2 separate regions of the Mus musculus genome follow, and region 2 is linked to region 1. The links are chromatin contacts, called in public ChIA-PET maps. All regions are on one chromosome and are shown on one strand. Each heading gives the region's core, a stretch centred on a gene start, on an enhancer-like site or on the middle of the called end of the contact. The rest is flanking DNA. Distances are from core to core; before and after follow the strand shown. Region 1 has its middle 17 kb from the start of Gm36408. Region 2 has its middle 61 kb from the start of Gm23625.

Region 1 (7,349 bases), core at 3,281-5,780:
CCATTAGTTCACAGGGTCTCATGTTGTTGCCGACCCAGACTGATCCTCAACCTGCTTTGCTACTTACATGGTACTACTGTAGATCATCCCAGGAGAAATGCAAGTTTTGAAGCGATGGAGTGAGGATCAATCAATGGGTGAAGCCTTTTAACCTGACAAAACTCTGCTTACAGGACTTTTTTCTCCCCCGTGGAAATGGCAGGAAATAGGAAGTGTGATTCCAACACATCCCTTCAACAGAAACATACTGACTACCCTAGAGGATATTCTTCAGGCCCCAATTTTTTAGTGGCAAAGCTATGGCTTTGAGCTGAGAGCCTCAAATTACATGTAGACAAATTGCTTTCTTATTACTCATTGAGAGTAGACGTTCCTGAAATTATACCCAACACAATAATTTGTCTAATCTACATGATAATACTCTTTAGCCATAAAGAATTTCTGGAAACATTTATTTTGGGAACATTAATCATGCTGGGATTTACATATCATGTGTAGTTTGCCAAAAACCAAGCAAAATTTCTCCTGATCCTCATAGATGCTTCAAAATATCATATAGAATATGCAAAGTTATGTAAGCTTCTTGTGGTTTCTTAAATAAAATGTTGCATACGAAGGTAACATCAGTGATATGATTCTATTTTATATAAATATTGTGTGCACTGGGAACCAATAACTTGAAAGGGAAGGCTAAGCCTGGTGTGATTTCACATACCTTTAATCCCATCACTTAAGAGACTGAGGCAGGGGAGCTCTGTGAGTTTGAGTCCAATCTGATTGACATAGTGAGACTCCCTCTCAAGACAAACAAACAAACAAACAAACAAACAAAACCCAACATTTTCTGTCCTTTTCTGGTCTGCTTCTGATGAGAAAATAAAATTGATGTGAGCAAATTAATAGTAAAAAGGTACATGAATTTATTTAATTTTTTTATATGAGTTTTCACAGGCTGCCAGGTCCCAAAGATCTGTAAGCCTCTTTGTAGAAAGACACAATATTATGGGATGTGAGTGTGATGAGACAAGGGTCCTGGTCTGAAGACAGTGAATTGTGGAGTAGGGATTGCATACAAAGGAAACTTACAGGGGAGGATGGGGAAGACAAGAGCCTTTCCCTTGAGTTTCTCCTGTGCTTCTCAGTCTTTGAGGCATCTTTTGAGAGGACCAGTTTCATCCCCTTCCCTAACAAATTTCTTTTCAGCACTTTGAGGGATGAAGATTGTGTTTCTTCTTACGCTTCACCTTGTTTATTACCTGAGTTGTAAGTTGGAGACTATTATGGGGAAATTATTAAGGCTGCCAAGCTGAAGTAAGAATTCTCTCCTTTTCTGTTTAGTTTTTCCTCATGGAAAAGTCATATTATCAGTGAAATTATTTTGATTATTGCTACAGAAGATAACAAAACTACATATCCTCCTTCTTATATTCCCTCCCCACAATAGGATATACAGTCCGAGGACTTCATAAGAAAGGCACTGCTCATCATCCCCTGCTTGATTACTGGGATCTCAAGTTCCTTGCTCATTGCTGGCCCTGGGCACATAGTTTTGAATGAATGGATTTGTATGGCTTGTCAAATTTTAGGGAATAGTTAGAATTCCTTGGGGTTTCTTGCTCTCTGTGCTTCTGTGGAGAATTATATGATTCCTGACTTACAGTTTAGTGTCTTCACCAAAATAAGCACATGGAGGGCTCTGTGGGAAATAGCTTCCATTGTGGTCTAGCAGTACTTGCACGATCCAGTGTTTTGGGAGGAATGCTGTGGTCACTGCTCTCACCTAGCTGACTCTGTCAAAGTTTCCAATCAGAGTGTATCTTCGTGGTTTCTGGGTCCCAGGGGCCAGCTTTTCTTTTTCATAATAATTCAAGCTTTGGTAAATTTATCCCAGCCCTGTTTTCTTAAGAGGTCAAATATTTCTATGCCCCTGAATTCATATCGCATCTTATGAACATGTTCTATTTCAAATTGTCAAGAAAATCGAGACATCAGTGTGTCCAGATACAACCAGAAAGTCGTCTTTGAGTGACATCAAGAGTGAATTAAGCTGGTAAAGAGGACTGGTGAAGATAGCAGGTTTAGCTAAACATGGCTGTTTACAAATAAACAAGACACTTTACCCAGTGGTGTGCAATTTCCCTTAGCGTAGAAGGATTCGTTTTATTTCATCACAAGTGCATGCGCTTAGTAGATCGGTCAGTGACCGGGTTTTGTCACTGCATGCTCCCAGGAGACTTACTTTGATGTTACTTAGGAACTGTTTTGATAATTTGAAGCCGTGCTGGGTTATAGCTCACCCTTGCTGAAAATGACAATTATTTAACTGCTAGAAAAGTTTTTTTCAAAAATAAAGGATTGCTAAATAGCTATCTAAAAAGTATACTCATGTAGGTTACAATGGTGTATTGTTTTATATAATAACAATGTTACAGCTATGTAGAAAGGTAAATTTAAATTTGGCTTAGTCAAAATCCTACAGATAAAAACAGGAATTATTAGCAACTGAAGAATATCCATTCAGATTGCTCTCTAAACACATCAATAAATCAATATTAGAGTTGACTTGTGCTTTATACAAATCCTCATTGTCTTTTCAATATACTATCACACCCCAAGGTACAAAATGGAAGTATATTAATCAAATACATAATAACTGGGGAAGCCCTGAGGGCCTGAATGACACTCTGCAAGTATAGGAAGACAGTTTTGAATCTCTTATGCTTCTGCACACGTTGAGAGTAGCATCCTGGGCAGCCTCTTGTTCTGCAGTGTTCTTCATGTGGGCATAGCATGAAGAGGCAGACAGTGTGTTTCTTTCTGCATTAGGGGAGGAGTTTGCTGCCTAAAAGATTTGAGAAACAAGACTTGGTAGATGGCAACGTCGGTAAAGTGCTGGCTATGTAAGCAAGAGGACCTGAACTCAGATCTCCAGAAGCCATGTACAAGCTGGGCACAGCGGGGCCTGTCTCTTACCCCAGTGCTGCAGAGGGGTTCAGAGACAGGTGAATCCCAGTGGCTTGCTGATAACTAGTGTAGATGAGATTGTGAGCTCCAAGTTAATGAGAGGTCCTGTTTCAAAATTTACGGCAGATTAATAAAGAAATATACCTAATGTTGACCTGTGTGTTTCCCACTCATCCATGAGGGTAAGTTTACCAGTACATTCACACAGCAACTACACACACACACACACACACACACACACACACACACACAGAGAGAGAGAGAGAGAGAGAGAGAGAGACATAAACACAGCAACCACACATACATATTCACACACAAACACAAGAGACAGAGACAGAGAGACAGAGAGGGAGAAAGACCGAGGCAGAGTAAGAGAGAGAGATGAGAGAAAGAGAAAAGAGAGAGAGACAGAGACAGAGAGAGACAGAGATAGAGAGCGCTACATAGCCCTCTAGAGGAAAATTTGTACAATTATAAAAAATTAGGTTTCTCTAATCTTGGGGTGCCCTATTTTTAACATAAACTCATTGCCTTCCCAGCATATACTTGACCAATGTGTTCTGGGACTCAGAGGGGTAGAGAAACTGACATGAAGACAAAGTTCTTTTTTCCTGCTGTGTTCTAAACAACAGAAACCATTGTCTCTGACCCAGGAGGCTTCTGTCTTTTATCAGCATCCAGAAAACTTAGGCTAGCTTAACTTAACTTATAGGTAGTGTAAGTCTCATAACCCACAGGGTTCTTGACAAAAAATGTCTTCTAAAATAGAAAACTTAGGATAGTTTTAAAAATTATAATGGTAGAGTGCTAAAAGTTATGGTTCATTAAGTCAATAAATATGTGTCTATCAAAAATGTTACAAATTTATATACTAAAATAGAAAGAGCAAAATATATATTCTAAAGTAAAATATGTCCTATAAACTTTACTATGTATTATGTGTTTTATTTGGGGAGAAATGCATGTTACATGTGGTATGTTCACTAAAACTTCTCACTGCTTCCACACCATCTTTTTCACGTTGCTTACTTCTTGAGGATATATTCTTAGTGGCAGGTGGGGCATGGGACGTGAACTATTATGTTACACTTCTAGAGTGCTTAACTAACATCTGTGACCAATAGATAAAACCCTTTCATAATCTATTAACTCAGCAGATTACTCACTTCGACCAACCCAAAAAGATAACACTGTTATCAGATGGAATCTGAATTTCAGGCCAACCCCTGAGGTACAGGCAGAGGACAGGCAGTTAGAGTTGTTGTTTAAAAATGAGATGCACAAACATATAATGGCATAAAAAAAGCTTTTGGAATATCATGGGTTAGAGTTAAGAGAATTGTTGTGTTAAGGAATGGTCTAGGTGCATTTGCTTGGAAGTGTCCTGCCTTTCTTTAATGGCTTATGAAACCTTTAAAATTTTTGAGGGAGTACTTTTTCCATGTTTAATTTCAAAATTTATCCTGAATATTGTTACTTCTGAGTCTTTTTGAATTTGAATCTTGTGTTTTTCTTAGGAAACAGTTGAATGCAAGAGTGGTGGGGTGCATGCAGTAAAGGAACTCCTGATGTGCGTGCTCCATCATTAAGGGGAAGGGTTTTTATTTTGAATAAGAAGGAGTAAATATCCAGAGGTATCAAGATGTGTCCAAAGCAGGATAAAAGAAACAGACTGGACATGGCCAGGGATATGTACAAGAGAGGTGAGAGGGTGGAGAGGATGTGAGATGGTACAGTGGGAGACAACAGTGGGGAGAGCAAGAGATCGAGAATAGCAGGAAGACGGGGTATATATATATATATATATATATATATATATATATATATATATATATATATGTATGTATATGAGAGAGAGAGAGAGAGAGAGAGAGAGAGAGAGAGAGAGAGAGAGAGAGAGAGAGAGAGAGAATAGAACACAGCAGGAGAGCCAGAAGACAGCAAGATGAGATCAAAAGAGAGGAATGAATGAGAACAGCAAGCATAGGAGTGGCTCAGATCTAAGGTGAAAGGGCCAGAGTACTAGCATGGACTTAGATTCATGTATTTATTTTATGTATATGAATGTTCTATCTGCATGTACATCTACACACTAGAAGATGGCATCAGAGCACATTACAGATGGTTGTGAGCCACCATGTGGTTGCTGGGAATGGAACTCAGGACCTCTGGAAGAGCAGATAACCCTCTTAACTGCCGAGCCATCTCTTCAGTCCTTAGCATGGACTTTGAAATCTTTTTCAGGAACTTGTGATACTGAGGGAGCATGGAGGCAAAGCACGGGCTTTGATCTGCTCATAGTGCTACAGGTAGTTATGTGACCCTTGGCGATATGTAGGGGAATTGACTTCTGGTAGACAGGTACTGGTTTCATGAGTTCCTGACATGTGCTGGCTTTGTAACCTGACAGAAATCCTTCTACAGTCCAGCTTGAACTCATTTATCTATGGAGAACCTGAGACCTAACAACAATGAACCCTCGCTCTGTATGATCAGGTCTGTCCCCAGCCTAGGAATGTTTTTGTCTCTTCTGTTGTCAGTTTTCTCTTCCTCAGCACACCATCATGGACATGAAGAAACAAGGGAATGCACAGGTTTATCTTGGAACTTCACTGTAGTGATTGGTAACTCACTAGGGTATCTCTACATACTAAGTTGTTGAAAGCAAAGCTAACTATGTCTCACATAGAGCTTCTGAACAGATGGTATGAGGCTGTGGCAATGCTCCAACTGTGTGAGTAACTTGAAGAAGGCTAAGTGGGGGCTGGATGTACAGAATTTACCTTGAATGCATATTACTGAGAATGCCTTGTGGTTGTTCCCCTGGAGTCTGGACTTTCTTTAGAATTATTCTATGTGGCACTTCAATTTTCTGGTCTTCAAATTTTTCATATTATCTTATTCTCTCTCTCTCTCTCTCTCTCTCTCTCTCTCTCTCTCTCTCTCTCTCTCTCTCTCTCTCTTTTTAAGGGGAGAGTGGTAGTGCCTTTTCTTCATCAAATTTGGGGGAATACCACTTTATCCTAACCATTGATGATGCAGCTTCTCAGAGTAACAATGCAGTGCCTCTAGTGGGTACTGAAGATCTATTGTTACTTTTCTTCTTGCTGAAAAAAATTTTCTTATATCAACTGATTTGCATTTCACTCTGTTGTCTTTTCATAATTAGACTCAATAATTATGGGGTAAGATGTACTGAAATACGTTGTGGAGAAAGGAACAAATTAAGGACAGTCTTGCAAGAGTAAGGATGCTGGTTAATATTGTGAACTTTACAAGATTTAGGATGACCTAAGAGGCAATCCTCTATGCATGCATTTTGAGAGACTGTCTAGATTAGGTTACCATCTGGATATACCTGTGAGAGTCTGTGTACATTGGTTAACTGGGGCAGCAAGACCCATACTGAGTATGGGTAATGCCATTTCACAGGCTGGGATCCCCAGAGAAAACTGGCTGAGCACAACATGCAATGCTCTCTGCTTCCTGATGGTATGCAAATGTGACATGGGACCAACTGTCTCAAGCTCTTGCCCTTATACCTTCCCTATAACTATGGAATATATAGCAAAATATTTTTTTTTCCTTTTTTGAGTTGGTTTAGTCATTGCAAGAACAAGACAGGTAGATAATGCCTTAGTCTTAGTCTCTATGGAACAGCCTCTCTCAGTATTACTCTTGATCTGTTGAAGAATGTCAATACAACACAGCCACAAAAAAGAGAAGTCATACCAAATATAAAGGCAATGACATGCAGCATTGACCATGTTTATAACATAGGGAAGCAGCATGTATAAATTAGCCATAGTTCAAAATTACCTTGGCCCTCTGGATCTCGGTGTTTTGTGCATTTCATTCAGGAGCTCATTGTGCACAGTCACCTGCCCACAATGATGCATTTCATATTTGAACTGTACTGACCCAGACAATAAAGGCAGATAGCTGAAAGTATACCTTTAAATTTTTCCTTACATTTTTGTCAGTATTTTAAAGAGGAAGTATGAGGGCCAAACTGGCTGTATTGCAGCCCATAATTACAAATATAAGTAAACAACTAATTTAGAATAGCCTCAGCATTTGCCACCCCTGGGCCTGCTGATGTGTTTATCATTGCAGCTTTGGTTCATTTAGGTGAAAATAAGACAGCTAATTGTATGTGGCTGTTTAATCATAAACGACATTTGAAGAAGACCCAAATAGCCAAGACAAGGGGAAAGCAATGTATAACAATGTTAGAACTTTTTCTGGTAAGCAACATTGAAGAGAATGTATGCATTTTCATAGTTCTGTTCAGCAGCTGTATTTACAGTGGTATTGTTCTACCATATTGCCCAGGGTTTGTGCTGGTGACCCAGATAGAGAAAAGTGAACTACACCCTACAGTC
Region 2 (6,797 bases), core at 1,225-3,724, 240 kb after region 1:
TTCAAGGTTGTCAAATCTGATTCAAATTATTTCTTAAAATAAGGTATACACATATAAAAAGGAAATAACATTTTTTTGGAGGTTTTAAAGATTTTTCTGTGGGATAGAAACCCTGAAAACACAGGAACTTTTCTTACATATGTTCTCAGTTCTACCTACTTCCACACACTTATCATTATCACTCCTGTAACAAACCAGTATGATCACCAGGTGTTCAAAGTGAGACATGGAAAAGTATTTCAATAAATTACCTTGAAATAAATTTTAAAGGACTCACTTGTTGTTGTTTTGGCCCTGTATGAGGTATGCATAGTTTAATACAAATAACCAAAATAAAACTTTAAGGGTTGAGATTTTTCCACCAAAAACTTTTCTTCTCCCCATCAGGTATAAATCCAACTCATAGAATATGTTTAAATCATCATTTAAAAGGCATGGCATTAAAAGTTTTTTATGATAATTTGTATTCTGTCTGCTAAACATTTATTAACATTTAATTACATGATATTTATTGAAAAGTTTAGCTGGGCAGTGGTATATGCAGGGCAAGTTCCAGGACAGCCTGGGCTATACAGAAATCATGTTTCCAAAAAAAAAAAAAAAAAAAAAGCAAAACAAAAAACACACAAAACATTTTAAAGTTGTGTGTATAAATAAAAGCAGTGATCACAGTCCTTTGTTATATATGAGGGAAATTTGTCAACAGATTTTAGCTTACACAATTTTTAATTAAAGGACATTACACAAAGAAAAGAGATTATGCCAGAAACAGCATTAGATTGGTATTAGTTGTTTTATGGGCTATCTTGTCACTTGCTCCCAAACTTGGTGAAGAAACACTCATGGATGGCACTGCTGTCTGCATGTGTTCACTGTCTCATGTGTGTCCTGTCACTCTTTGGTATACATTTCCCACCTCAAGTCCCTTTGAACCAAAAGCAGAATTTATCTTGCAGTTTACAGAGTTATCAGTCCTTAGCTTCCAGCGTGGGGTGTGTGTGTGTGTGTATGTGTGTGAGAGAGATGGGACATGTACCTAAGGTTTCATTTTGTAATTCCTTATCTTATAATTTTAAAAAAAGTTAAAAAGATAATGTTTTTTTTTCCCAACTCAGCGAGAACTAATATAATACTCAATGATGAATTCTTGTATGGGAGAAATTTAGCCCATTTTTAATTAACTCCATTGTAGTTAGAAATAGATCTAGGAAACCCAAATGAATCTTTCTCAGAAGTATCTCTAAAAAATTAAATGATATATAAATTAAATAAAGAGAATACTTTGTTCCAAAATACCATAGAAATCTATTTGACCACTTTTATTTTTTGCCAACTATAATCCTTAACAATTTTTTCTGAATATAAAAAAATTCAAATCAAAGCCTTTACAATAGTTGTAAGGTTTTCATCTGCTCACTTCCAGACTGGTCTTAGTATTCTGAATATAGAACAGAGTCTGTACACAAAGGGTACCAAGTCTTGTAGGACATAAAAGGGAAGTTTGCCACTCTATATCCTCAACTCAGTTGGTAAAATCCCATTTACAGATATTGCAGCCTTCACCCCTGTGTTCTAGCATCTTTGGTATAAGAAGATGTTATGGCCACCCAACAAAGATGACAACTCAGACACAGTATATAGCCAGTTGATAGTCTTTACTCTAACCAGCTGGGACAATAGTCAGTGTTGATAGGTACAGATGTAGGTGTGGCCCAGGGTGTCCAAACATGGAGAGAATTTTTAAAAACAAGCAGTTTGAAGCAAGCAAGTTTAGCAGAAGCTAAGATAAGCAGTTAGCTAGCCTGAAGGGGCACTCTGCACAGACAGACAACTAAGATAAGCAGTGAGCTGGAGGAGGTTCCACACAGACTAGCAGCTTTAACAAAGGCCAAGATAAGTTAGCTAGAATTTCTTGATCTTTGTTTCCTAGAATGAAATTGGGTAGTTTTCCAAGGGATTCTCCATCAAAAAGATCAGATTCTAGCAGATTCTAGTTAAACCTGAATAGGGTCAGTAAGAATACAAGATGGAGGAACCTCTGCAACTAAATTGCCTAGTCACAAAGATACTCTGCATGCCATTAAAAAAAAAAAGGAGTGGGAATAAGAATACATATATTAGCATTATTTAATTATTTAGTCTAGAATTATAATTTTCTTTTAATTTTTTGAGAAATTTGGTTATAATTGAGGCTCAGAGTCAAATTATGATCAAAATAGATCTGAGCTGAGGTGTATCTTAAGTGGGAGAATGCTTATCTACCATGTACAATGACCTATCCACCACTCAAAGGGGGGCGCAGTAATAGATAAATAGACAGGGATTTTAGATAGGGGAGAGAGAGGGAGAAATGAGGAGATAGAGAGGAAGCCAGCTAGCTAGCTAGCTAGCCATCCAGCCACACACACACACACACACACACACACACACACACACACACACGTACTCACAAAGGAGGCGGGTAGAGAGTGGCAGATCGACAGCACCAGAGCAAGCTATATAAATTACCTCCATTCCATTGATCAGCCTTTCCTCAAGCAAGACAAGCTACCTTCTACTTCAGTTCCTATACTGAGTCTATCTTGCTGCAATTAAACAACTACAACCCAAGTGACTTCATGTTTAACTATTTAGCTGTCAGCTTTCCTTGCTCTCACTGGATCTGCTCTGTTGTTTGCAGTGACCAGGTCTTTCCAGAACTGACTTTTTTCCTTTCCCTTGTCAGAGGATTTCTTTATAGCTGACCTTGGTCAGCAGGTGGCATGGTCCTGAGTGAGAGGACAAATTAAAGAAGAAGAAAGGAAATCTGGGGTCAGAAGTTCTTGCACAAGCTAATAACTTATGCCAAGCAAGTTCATTAAGAAGTACAATATCTTATATACTATCTGTGGGATAGTCAGCGGAAGGGTGTCATAAAATGGAACAAAGTCAGCAAGAACCTAATCTATCAATGAAGGAGAACATAGGTTATCTCAAGGGCATCAGAGACTGAGTACACAGTGGCCTTGGGAACTCCAAACATGGCAAGGGATGGCTTCTCAGGATTTGAAGCCTCAGCTTTCCCACAGCTCTGGCTCCACTTCATTGCTGGTTATGTCAAGCATGTTTTTGGTTTAGAGAAGGAACTATGTTTCTTCTCCATATATCAGGACCTCAGGAAAAGCCTGAGTTAATCTAGTCCTCAACAGTTCCCTCCTCCTTTTGACTATTTTGAGGACAGATGAGTTACTTGTGTCTGAGTGTTGATGAGGTTCCTACACTCTCTGAGCCAACAAATGCTTCCCAGCATTGCTGAAACAATCACCATGCAACAATTTCAATGATAATATTGAATCAAGGTTGGAGGGTGTTGAAGGGGGTTGAAGAGATGTTGTAGAAGCAGCTGTGGATGCCATACCAATGACCACCACAATATTGCTAATTAAAATCTGACCTAAAAATCTTTGCTCCCTAATAAGAGCCTGATGTAATTCAAGGAGAACCTGCTGTCCAAAATCACTAAGTTGTTCATCTTACAATACATGGGACCTGTAACAAAGGAAGACTACCAAAGCAATAGAAGGCTCTTAGCAGCAGAGGAGAAGGCACACAACTAAATAGAATATAATTGGTGCAGATAACTTGAAGTATTCCCCGTTTTGTTAAATAGAGGGACTCTCCATCAGTAACAAATATGGAGGATTAACACAAGCAGTGAGTCCCAATAGAAAAATATGTCCATGTTCATCTTTTCCAAAAATCCTATAAATGACCACATTGCCCAAGGCTACAGCCCATAACCAGTTTGGTTGAATAATTCCTTCTGGAGATAATATCACAGGCCAATGAATGGACTCTAGAAAATTTTCTTTATGTAGACCAGGTGGATGCCTCTGGGACAGGATAACTAATACCTCAAGTTGTCCACTCAGAGGGACAGAGTTCTTTAAAAATCAGGAACATGCCACCCAAAGGGGAATTCCATTTTGAAACCAGGACACAGAGTTTTATAGCATGATGGAAAGCATCCATCCACACAGGGTACCTGTGATGATGAGAAGCTGGAAAACTTAAATGATGAATGAATTGATGATGTTTGAGAAATGGTACCTTCAATCACTTGTGGACCGCAAAGTCTTAGGCATTACAGGTCACTCACATGAGAGTGGCATAGCCATATTGACCAATCAATGACAAACAAATAGAAATGGTGAGTTATATTCCAGTATAGTTAAAGAAACCAGTATAGTTTGCCACATGGCAAACATCCAGATCAGTTATGGCAGTGTGATACTATGACCATTATATATTATTGTGATAACAAGATATTTTAAAATAAATCTTGATTTGACATACATTCAAACAAGTATTTTATACTTGTTGATTTTATACTTGAAAGTGTTAATACTGAGATTCACCAAAGATAAACAAGTTCTACATTTTGAGCAAAAATTTAAGCAAGTTTTAATTAAATGCTAGCCAGAATGGACCTTGGTCAGGACCACTCTCTGGAATTCCCAGCAAGTAGTGACTAGACACACGTTGTAGGGGCTTTTTAAGGATAAAACTATTAATCCACCATATTTTCCCATGTGGCTTTATTAATTTCTAAAAACTACAACTCCCAGCATCCCAAGAAGTTACCTGGTCCTTAGGTAGGTGGAGATTACAGGTTGACTTTTGGCCTTACAAGAACCTTAATATCATATATATGTTATTTTAAGTCTCATCCTTGATATACTTTATATAACTTTTATCATACTCTATGTACCTTAAATAACTCTTTCGGATCTTTAAAACTTATAAAACCTGTATTTTTTTATCTTGTCAACATGTTTTCATCTAAGTCTTTACATATAAATTCTTTTTTAATTGAAATAATTTTTATAAATATATAAATCAATATATAAATACAAATATATAAATTCTTTTATTAAGATAATTTATATCTTTCCTCTTTATAACTTGTATAGTTTTATCTTATATCTTTATAACTTTTTGTTTTTAATTCCATCAGACTGTATAATAAAGCTGGAACTCCTCTTTTGTACTTTTTTCAAGAATTGGCTGGGAGATCCTGTTTATCTCCTCTTAGTGTGAAGAAGTATTAACATTTAACAAAGCTGAAGGAAGAAGACAGCAGTTTAAATTAGAGGACAGAAGTACTATGCTGAATCTTAAAAATCCACATTGATTATTATAACATACTTCAAGAGATTGAAGAGATCAAAAATACCTTTAAAATCTTTTAAATGTATATCATGTACATGACATACATATTTCAATGCCAGGTACACTCCATCAGGACTTGTGAGTTTGAGATGCCACTGCATCTGTGTTTTGACTATTCTTTTTCTTCATTCTCTTACTCCACCTGGCTATAAAACCCCATGCTGTAGTAGGGTACTTGGCTCAACTAAACAGATAGGAGTCATTTATAACTTGGTGCCTGTAGGTGATATCCTGTCTTAAAACATTTACCCAAACATCACCATGTCTCTAAACTTACAGAACCATCTTCATGGAACCAGGATGAGAGTAAAGAAATTTTCTAAGCACTTCAGCAATTTGTTACAAGAATGAGAATTCAGAAACCAATGAAACATTTAAGGGAGAAAAGTGCTCTTCAAAACTGTTCTGTCTTACCTCTGATTCTTCTTTGCTCCTTTCTACAGGTCATCCTCCTGGCCTAACTTCTCTTATTTATCTAAAAATTGTAGTCATAATTAGTCATTCTCCCATATTCAGGAGTCCTCATTCTGGCATCAGTTGGGGGTCAAAAGAGGGCAGTGGATCCCCTGGAACTGGAATTACAGTTATCTGCCACCATGCAGGTACTGGTGATTGAATCTGGGTCTTCTGGAAAAGTAATCAGTGTTTTACTTCCTGAGACATTGCACTAGCCCCTCTTTTTCAGGTCCAAATGTAATCTATAATTAATTATTACAATTATTTTTTATCTATTTTTCCACTGTTTTATTAACAAAGTATACCTCTACCCTACTATACCCATACTTTTTACACACACACACACACAAACACATACAACACAAATTCACACACAAACACATACATGCAACTTTCCAAATGGAATGATACATCTTCTAAACCATGATGACCATATATGCCCTACAAGTTCTCAAATAAAAATACAAGAATTCATTCCACCCGGTCCTTTCTATTGGAGCAGACCCTTAGCTGGTCTGCTCCAGTGAAGATACCATCTCCTCACCCATCCTAGAGAACCCACTGCACTCAGTGCAGTTCGTAAGAATATGTCCCCCATTCCCCACTCCAGAGTCCCAGAGCTGCTGCTGGGAGGCCAGCGTACTCGGGACTCTGATCCACCAAAACCCCTGCCCTCCTGAATACCACTCCCCTTCCCTTCCTTCTGCCCCTTCTACCAGGTCCTTTCTGTGGGGGCAGACACTTAGCTGGGCTGCTCCAGTGAAGGTACCATCTCCTGATCCATCCTAGAGGACCCATTGCACTCAGAACAGTTGAGGACCCACTGCACTCAAAGCAGTTGAGGATCAGCTGCACTCAAAGCAGTTGGACAACAGCTTGACTACTCCACTGAAGACCCGACCATCTGAAGGCCTCCCAGAAGATCTACTGCAGCCAGGGAAACAGATCAGCAGCTTCTCTGCCCCTCTAAAGAGCACACAGTTGTAAGGCTCCATAACATAAGTGGTCTGCTGCAGGCAAGGATGCAGGCCTACCAGGAGACCTGAAGCAACCCAGGTACAAAAGAGGCAAACTCCAGACAGTCACCCAGATCAACAAACACAAGGGATACCCAGATGGCGAAAGGCAAG

What was found. ChIA-PET counts read pairs in DNA pulled down with a chosen protein or histone mark.
Region 2: a contact with region 1 is called in an SMC1A ChIA-PET map of the G1E-ER4 cell line, with 14 read pairs. The contact joins two enhancer-like sites. A contact is called at or near these places in 1 of 15 datasets of contacts at CTCF or cohesin (the G1E-ER4 cell line) and 2 of 484 Hi-C or Micro-C datasets (both in the G1E-ER4 cell line).

What each region holds. Positions count from the first base shown.
Region 1 is chr6:66,286,147-66,293,495 of GRCm38.p6, reverse strand. No RefSeq gene overlaps it. Among named protein-coding and RNA genes, the nearest start is that of Gm36408, 17 kb to the right of the region's middle. Within about 2 kb of position 4,530, at least 2 of the 459 cell types and tissues checked have an H3K27ac peak or open chromatin away from gene starts, as enhancers often do. A contact at or near this core is called in the G1E-ER4 cell line, where this site is marked.
Region 2 is chr6:66,047,553-66,054,349 of GRCm38.p6, reverse strand. No RefSeq gene overlaps it. Among named protein-coding and RNA genes, the nearest start is that of Gm23625, 61 kb to the right of the region's middle. Within about 2 kb of position 2,474, at least 12 of the 459 cell types and tissues checked have an H3K27ac peak or open chromatin away from gene starts, as enhancers often do. A contact at or near this core is called in the G1E-ER4 cell line, where this site is marked.